Regions from separate parts of the Mus musculus genome. Here region 2 is linked to region 1. A link is a contact called in public HiChIP or PLAC-seq data. All regions are on one chromosome and are shown on one strand. Each heading gives the region's core, a stretch centred on a gene start, on an enhancer-like site or on the middle of the called end of the contact. The rest is flanking DNA. Distances are from core to core; before and after follow the strand shown.

Region 1 (4,264 bases), core at 861-3,360:
AAGTTTTAGAATGCAACCTAAATGTCCAAGAGTGCATAGCCGAGCAAGGGTGGCACACGCCTTTAATCCCAGCACTTGGGAGGCAGAAGTTCGAGGCCAGCCTGCCTACAAAGTGAGTTCCAGGACAGCCAGGGCTACACAGAGAAACCCTGTCTCAGAAAAAAAAAAAAAAATGCATAAAGTACAATACATTACAATATATTCAGATGATGAGAAATCGCTTTAAATGTAGAGGACTGGTGCAGCCCTTGAGCAGCATGCCCAAGGCCCGGTTCCATCCCTGGCACTGAAGGAAGAAATGAATGAAAGAGAAAGGGATTTTTCTCCTCCACCCCATCTTAACCTTCCAATTTATAATTACAATCCTGTTTATTTTATGTGTACACCAAAAATCTAAGCAATACACACTGTAAAAACAGAAACTAAAGGGGTTTTTACATGACTGTAATCCCATCACTTGAGAAGCAGAAGCAAGTCTCTGTGAATCTGAGGACAGCCTGTCCTACATAGTGAGTTCTAGGCCAGCCAGAATTAAATAGTGAGACCCTGCTGTAGTTTTTAAAAGACTATTATTGCCCAGTATGGTGCAGAATGTTCTTATAATCCCAACTGAGCCAAGAGGATCTTGAGTTCAAGGCCAGGCTGAGCAGAGTGAAACACAGAAATTATTGATCTTATTAAGTTTCCCAAAAGGCAGCAGTGGCCCGATTTAGCAAAGAGACTCTCAGTCTCCAAGTCAGGCGATGAGGTCTATCTTTATTCTGGTCCTCACTAAAACACTTCATTTCCCTGACTTTCCATTTTCTCACCCAAGCAGAGCTGACAACACCTGCCCGGCAGCATGAGATGAAATAATGGGGGAAATGTTATGCAGACGGTCCTAGACTTGACTTTTGCATAATCAGTCAGAAAGCATTTGACAAAAATGCGGAGTCTGCACCTTTTGCATTTTATTTCCACAAGGCAAAAAAAACGTCAACATAACAGAAGGTCCAACCCCTTATCTTCCTCTTACCATCCCACGTGGCTGCCTCCTATGCTGTCTAAATATAGTAGAGCGTGCAGAGAGACAACCGACTACCACTTTTAATGGGCTGCCTTTGGGACTCCCTGTGACCTTGGGATCCACTTTTCCATTTTGCCAATCTCCCGTCCTGGCCTGCGCTGCATCTACCCAAACACACCTTTCCTTCTGCAGCATGGCAGGCAGATAACCACACCACCGTGGCGGTCACAAAGCAGACTGTAAAAGTGATAATGCAGTGTTGTTGGTGCTGGAACGTTCAGTTTATTTCCCACCACTAAGAGGAAAGTACTGTGGATTCTTGGCGCCCACTGTGCAGAAAGGAGGAGTCCAAAGCCTCAGGCAGGTACAACTCTGCAACTTGCTTGCCTTTGGGTTCCATACAAAACTGGCAGAGGGAAGCCCCAAGCTGCAGGTTGCAAGTGAGACGGGTCAGGCTCAAAGCTCACACCCTCCCAACACAAGAGGACGCACCAAAAGCTCCCATTTCCCACCCCGCATGCCCTCCTCCCCTCGGCCCGCAGCAACGTCCCACCTGTCTTGAAGGCCATGTTGTCATCGTCCTTGGCCTTGAAGGTGTCCAGCATGGACACGAAGAGCACCCCGTAGGCGTTCTGGATGCCAAACACCGACCCGTTGCACCACATGGCCGCCAGCATCACCAACCAGCCCCAGCCGCCCTCGGGGGGAACGGGGGGCTCACTGCCCGCTGACCTCGTCAGCTCCACCTCCACTTTCTCTGCGGCCACGTCGGAGACATCCGAGGGTCCCGGGCCGGGCAGCGGAGCGTCATCCGAGGGCGCGGGCCCGGGCGGCTGCGCCTCGTTCGTCTCCCGCTCGGCGGCGGGCTCCTCCTGGGACGGCACCATGTCCCGAGGCGGCCCCGTCGGGCACCGAGAAAGCTTGCGGGCGCAAGGTCCCGGGGTGGCTCGCGGAGCCTGGGACAGCCGCGCGGACGGAGGAGGGAGGCCGAGGCGAGGACACTGGAGCCGCGGGCAGGCGGGCGGGCGGGCGGGCGAGAGGCGCACACCGCAGACACCGCCTAAGGCGGCCAGAGGACTTGACACACCGGCTGCCCCTCGCGCCTGATTACGCCGGCCTCCAGCCGCCTCTTAAAAGCGCCCCTCCGCCCTCCCGCACCGCCTAGGGGCGTGGCCACCAGAGGGCCTTACACCCTGAGCCCACAGGTGATTGGGCATCCGCAAGCGGAGGCTCCGCCCCGTGAGGGGTGTCCAATGACCGCCCGCGCGCGCGCGCTTGAAGGCGTGCCGCCAAATTAGCTACCTCCAGGAGTAATGTCACCTCCTCTCAGCATTAACCTTAGAAGTTCTTGGGGAGCGTCTCCTACGTGTGGCCTGCGAAGGTGATCAATCGATCAGGTAATGCTTACCCTCACTGGAATAGAGAGTCACAAATGACAGTTTAAATTTCATATTTGTTGTCCCTTTTGTGCTAGTTATAATATAAAAGATTCCTTATGCCACGTACCTACTTAAAAGGCAATTCAGGAATCAGAGACCTTGTTTAATTACTCCAATTCCGCGAACATACAGTTTGTTTTGAATACTTGGCACAATGAAGATGCTCATTTTGGAAGACAGACTGTGATTCTAAATTTTTCAACTAACAAACATTTTTGACGGGCAGCTAGAAAGCAATACTTTTAAACTTCACAAGTTGTCCTCACACTAAATAAAGAACCAACACTTATATTCAATTCCTCTGCCCCCTGAAGCATCTTATTCTGATGTATCTTCTTAATTTCTCAGATATTTAGATTACTCACTCCAAACAAAATCAAAATATGCTAGTTACTTAAGCACCAGTGTGGTGGGTTATACAATAACTGTGATTATCACATTCTTGCTTCTCTCTGTCCTAAACTAGTAAGTAAAAACAGTCCAGAAATAGAAAGTGGGGTGCAATAGGGTTAAACACTGGGACATCAGCTAGGAGGTAGGAGCACAAGCCTTGTATCCCAGTACTCCGGAAGCAGAGGCAGGCAGATCTCTGAGTTCTGGGCCAGTCTGGTCTACAGAGTGAGTTCCTGGACAGTCAAAGCTACACAGAGAAACCCTGTCTTGAAACCAACTACCCCCATACCCCCACCCCACCCCCCAAAAAAGGATAGTATGTAAGAAAGTAAGTTTGAGCTGAGCTATGATTAGCCACATGGTTCTGTGGACAAGGACAAGCAAAGAGCCTTCCAGCCAAAGAAACAGAGAAGAAACCAAAGACAGGGGAGGGTCCAGAGGAGTGTTCTGGGAATACAGGGCAATGTGGGTGCTTTAGAGATTAAGTTAAAATAGCACAATAGCTTGGATATATATTACCCCTCAAATTCTTTTGGTGTCTTAGTCACTGTCTATTGCTGTGAAGAGACACTGTGACCAAGGTAACTCTTTTTTTACAAAAAGCATTTAATTGGGGGCTTTCTTACAGTTTCAGAGATTTAGTCCATTATCATCAAGGTAGGGAGCTGTAATGGTTTGTATATGCTCAACCTAGGGAATGGCACTATTAGAAGATGTGGCCCTGTTGGAGTAAGTGTGCCACTGTGAGTATGGGCATTAAAACCCCTCATCCTAGCTGCCTAGAAGTCAGTATTCTACTGGCAGCCTTCAGATGAAGATGTAGAACTCTCAGCTCCTCCTGTGCCATGCCTACCTGGATGCTGCCATGTTCCCACCTTGGTGATAAAGGACTGAACCTCTGAACCTCTAAGCCAGCCCCTAAATGTCATCCTTATAAGAGTTGCCTTGGTTATGGTGTCTGCTCACAGCAGTAAAACCCTAACTAAGATGGTATCTCCTCATAGCAATGAAACCCAAACTCAGACACAGGGGATTGGACACTTTCTGATGCATTTAGGCAAATCACTCATATATAAATAAACTAAAATAAAATAAAATAAAAGAGAAAATTAAAAATAAATTAATAAATTGAATATACAAAGTTCTGAACTGCTGAATCTGTGGCAGTGAGATTCCAGTTATGCTACATGTAAGTGCAGTTTCTAGCTATGTCACATAATACAGTCTGGTTTGATGTCATCTTAATCACCACTTGAAAACAAACAGCCAAATGTAGCCTTGAGATAATTCAATGGCTATGGAGAAATTTCTAAAACATAATCTTTTTGAGATATACTCTACGAATTATAAACTCAGAATAGCACTGTAATAACAATTATTTGGTAGGATTGTTCATGAACACCTGTAGTTTAATATAATTTACCCA
Region 2 (4,264 bases), core at 630-3,129, 380 kb after region 1:
AGTGGGTGCCTCCCCTTGGCCAGCTTCCCTGGCAACCCCTTTCACAGCTTCTTGGCAGATGGCTTCCTCAGCACTCCAGAGAGTGGGTTTCTGGAAAGGTCAATCCCCTCATGACCTTTTCCACCCATGAGGTCTGGGACAAGATGGCCTCTGTCTTGAATGGTCTATCTGGGCGTAGGGGCTGAGGATATAAGCCGATGTCTCTCCCTCTGCTCTTCTGATCTTTTTTAGTGCTATCTTCTGTCTCACTGACCTAGTCCTGCTAATGTCAGTCTCCTGAAAAGCACTCTTTTAAGTTTACTATGTGGTATTTGCCTTTTCATTGGTATCTATCTATCTATCTATCTATCTATCTATCTATCTATCTATCCATCATAACTTGGATACAATAATTACATATAATTTCACCATGTCTTTGTTTATAGCAGGAAGTCCAACATAGAACATGGTTGCAAAAAAAAATATCTAAAACATACTTAAACATGAGCTGGCAACCATGATGAATGCCTGCTGTCCCAGCTACTTGGGTGACTGAGACAGAAGACCAGACATTTGAGCCTCAACAATGTAGGAAGACCCTGACTTGAGACAAACTAAAACAAGATAAGCCAGGTGTGGTGGTGCACACCTTTAAACCCAGCAGTCAGAAGGCAGAAACAGGCAGATCTCTGTGAGTTCAAGGCCAGCCTAGTCTACATAGTGAGCTCCAAGCCATATAGAGAGACGCAGTAAAACTCTGTCTCCAATATAAATAAATAAATAAATAAATAAATAAATAAATAAATAAATAAATGGATCATGTGCCTTTCCCACATCAAACTTAACATGGCTGGGGTCCTCAAAGCCTCAGGACTTGGGCACTGTGCATAGCACACCCTGTCAATGTGGTTCCTGTCTCAGTGATCAGTCTACAGAATTGTGACTCCAGTGGTTGAGTCTGATCTTGAAACTCCTTTTCAAGACCTTTCCCAATCCTCTATATCCGTAAAATAGTCAGGAATCCAAAAGGGAAGTTTTCAAAGTTCGGTCGTCTATGACAGCTAAGTTAGTATTGTACATGGTTCTCCTGATTCCAGTCATCGTGTTTTCAGGCCACCAATTAAAAGAAGTACAGGCCCCTTTGTGTGGATAAACACACAAGAACCAGACGCAACAGAAGGGACAGACGATACAAGTATACAGAGAGCTAGAAGAGTCCACCTTCTCTTCCAGCCTTTAGCTCTCTTATTGGCTTGATGATTGCCGCTTGGGGGCCCTGAGTACAGTCGGGTTCTGTGGGTAGTCTGTCCCTTGTGCTTATGTCCTGTCACTACTTTATGAGAACAGTTCTCTGGCTCCTGAAGCCACAGGCAGCTACGATCCCTCAGCCTTTGCGTTTATCTCAGTCATAGCCACACACGGCTCCATTTGTTTGCCGGATTCTTGGGTTATCCCACACTCTCCCACCTTACGGAAAGCATAGCTTAAGATCTCTTTTCTCCTGTGGCCTCAGCTCCATGCCATGCTTGCTCTGGGTCTCCTGCTCTTAGCTCTCTTGGCAGCTGGGGGCACGCACTATCCGACCGGAGACAACAGAGTCCAGCAAAGAATGAGTGATGTTCAGTGAAGGTTTACATATGATAGAATGTGGAGATTAAAAAGAAAACAACAACAACAACAAACAACAACAACATGGAGCTAAAGGTTTCCAGAGGCAGGCAGTTCAGCTTAATAAATAGCTCCTGCCAAGGGGAGTCTGGGAGACATAGGCAGGGGGAACATTGAATGGAGACCGTGGGACTGGGGAAGCAAGGTTGTTAAAGATGGAGACTATTTGCTTGAGTCTCTCATGTTGTAACCTGTGACTAATGCATTAGTCAGGCCGAGCACGTGGAAACTACACAATATGGCTTAGAAAAACATCTCAGTTCTCAAGAATAGCCTCCGAGCCAGACAATGCTGGAAGTAATTGAGAGTGAGGCGCGCATTGTGATTACTGCTCTCTGACATTGTAAACCACCAATCACTCAGCTGCTTCCTGAATTCCCAGCGTCGGGAGCACGGAAGCCCGTCTTTGTCAGTCAACTCGGGAAATGCTAACCTCCTATTAAATCTGTTTTTCACAGAGAAGGATCCCTGGAGTAAACGCCAAAGGAAGCTTAAGCTTCGCACTACCTTAGAGCGCTCATTTTCTTGTCCATACATAATGTTTATTTCAAAATTTTCATTGTCTCCCACTCTTTCTTAAAAGGGGTTGGAAGCGGTGCAAGGCCCGTTTCTCTCTTCTCACGCTGTCGCTCTCCTTACACAGGATGCTGGGCTCTGAAGCAGTGCCTGGTGGCAGTCCAATTGTTTTCTTTGTAGGAGATCTATCTTGTTTTTCTTATCTCCTTTAAAATCTTCCCTTTGAGTTTGGCAACTTTGCATTTTAAATGATGAGTCTGGCTGTTGTACAGGTTCATGGTGCAATGTCGGTCGGCCGAGTTTCTGGTGTGCGTGGAGCTGCGGCCTACATCAGCTCTGGAAACTCATTTAATGTTTTATTCGTCCAAATCTCTCCTTTTCTCTGATATCACTCCCCTTCCCTGGAGACTAGGTTGGTATTAAGAAGAGCCTCCCATCACGCTCCTGGGTCCGAGCCTCCCATCATGCTCCAGGAGCCTCGCTTCCCATCATGGTCCAGGTCTTAACCCTTTTTTCATATTTTCTATCTTTTCATCTCTTTATGTCATATCGTGGGTAATTTTCAGATACAGCTAATTATTTTTCAACTCTCTTTTTCTCTCTCTGCTATTTAGTGTTCTTTGATTCAAAAGATTTTGCATGGTCCATGGAAGACTGGAGGCTGAGAATCCAGAAAATTCTACAAGTTTCTTCTACTTTCTATATTTCTTCAGAATGCAGAAGGCTAGTTTGTTCCTCCTTAAAGGTTTAAGGGGGAAATGCAAGCTCTCCCGCCTTTCCGGAGGCCCAGGTCTCTGTGCAGACCGCCTTCCACCTCACTGACTCCCTCCCAGATTTCTTCTCACTGTACGTTTCTTGGACTTCAGAAAGTTTTTCTGCTCTCTGGGAGCCCAGCTGTGCACTAAAACTACCTTGTGTGTCAGGGCATCTTGCATGGTGGCAGGACAGCCTTCAGGGACTTGACTCTGGCATAACAGTGGGAGGGAAGGCTGTGTACACAGAATGTCGGGGACATATAGACACAGTGGCAAGATACACATCAGCCAGTGTCATGCTCCTCTCATCAAATATTTGAGAAGAAAACAATTATACGGGAAATAGAGAACCATTCAGATCTTGCTCTCTCTCTTGTTAACAACGTTTATGTATGTAACTCAAAAAGATTCCAGGAAAGAGAGATTTCTTACAGTGTAAGACCTCTACAAAGGACAGAGAGGTATTTGGGGGGCGCAAAGAGCAGTAACGGAGAAGCAAGGGAGAACTAAGGGGTCATCCCCAAGTCTGTTTACAGAGAGATCCGTCTCACTGTTTACCCCTCTGCCTTTATAATTGTAAGACTTAGCTAGTAATTTTTATATGAATATCCTGGTTGGAAACCTCTATAATTTCCTTGTTTACTAGAGGAGGAGCGTTCATTAGAGCCCAGGTCCTGTAGGACAGCTTTTCCCATGGACTAAGGGGCTGAAGTCAAACATGATCTTGAAGAGCTGTCTTCCGCTTGGGTGGGCCAGTGTCCTGTCTTCCTGATGCTCGAAGATGTGGAAGCCTTGCTGTCCTTAACACAGACTTGCCCACCTCCCCCTTTGTGCGGTGAAGCTGCCGGCTGCGGCCTCTGTCTGGACCTTCGTGGTTGATGGAAGTTTGCTGTTGTCTATAATCTTCAAAATAAAACTTTGGACCAGGCCCTAATTCTGGGTTGGAAATTAGTAGAAGAAAATCTGGGCTCTGAACAAAAACCACATTTGAAAGAATATCTCCCCCTCCCCCCTTCCATTGGCTCTAAAAGCAGAGGCTGAGAACAGCTGTCCACTGTTTATTCAGGAATTTTTTTTAAACTCTAATTTCTAAACAATAGCTGTTTTCTTCTCCACTTAGAATGGTGTATTTTCTTCTTGGACCATTTAAGTCCTTAGTCCATGTGGCCATGAGGGTCTGTGACTTCTCTCTATGTCTAGGAGGAAACAAAAGACACCCCCCATCCCCCACCCCCCATGGCAATACTCCTGTGTTAGTCTCACAGATGTGTACCATCGAGTTCACTCAGTTTTGGGTCTTAAGGTCAAACTCTGATTGCTCCCTCCGAATGCCTACTTGATTTTGG

Evidence for each region. HiChIP or PLAC-seq counts read pairs in DNA pulled down with a chosen protein or histone mark.
Region 2: an H3K27ac HiChIP or PLAC-seq map of microglia shows a contact between it and region 1, with 6 times the contacts expected there. The contact joins the enhancer-like site here to the promoter of Slc16a10 in region 1. A contact is called at or near these places in 3 of 39 promoter capture datasets (the C10 cell line, liver and pre-B cells), 1 of 15 datasets of contacts at CTCF or cohesin (pro-B cells), 2 of 484 Hi-C or Micro-C datasets (both in CD8 T cells), 6 of 115 datasets of contacts at active chromatin or transcription factors (the HPC-7 cell line, large pre-B cells, memory CD8 T cells and 3 more) and 2 of 9 other capture datasets (adipose tissue and liver).

The regions. Positions count from the first base shown.
Region 1 is chr10:40,140,144-40,144,407 of GRCm38.p6, forward strand. It overlaps Slc16a10 (solute carrier family 16 (monocarboxylic acid transporters), member 10), which reads right to left and starts at 2,111. Exons shown (of 6, transcript NM_001114332.1): 1 at 1,560-2,111. The coding sequence starts at 1,893.
Region 2 is chr10:40,519,837-40,524,100 of GRCm38.p6, forward strand. No RefSeq gene overlaps it. Among named protein-coding and RNA genes, the nearest start is that of Slc22a16, 48 kb to the right of the region's middle. Within about 2 kb of position 1,880, at least 106 of the 459 cell types and tissues checked have an H3K27ac peak or open chromatin away from gene starts, as enhancers often do. A contact at or near this core is called in microglia and pancreatic cancer cells, where this site is marked.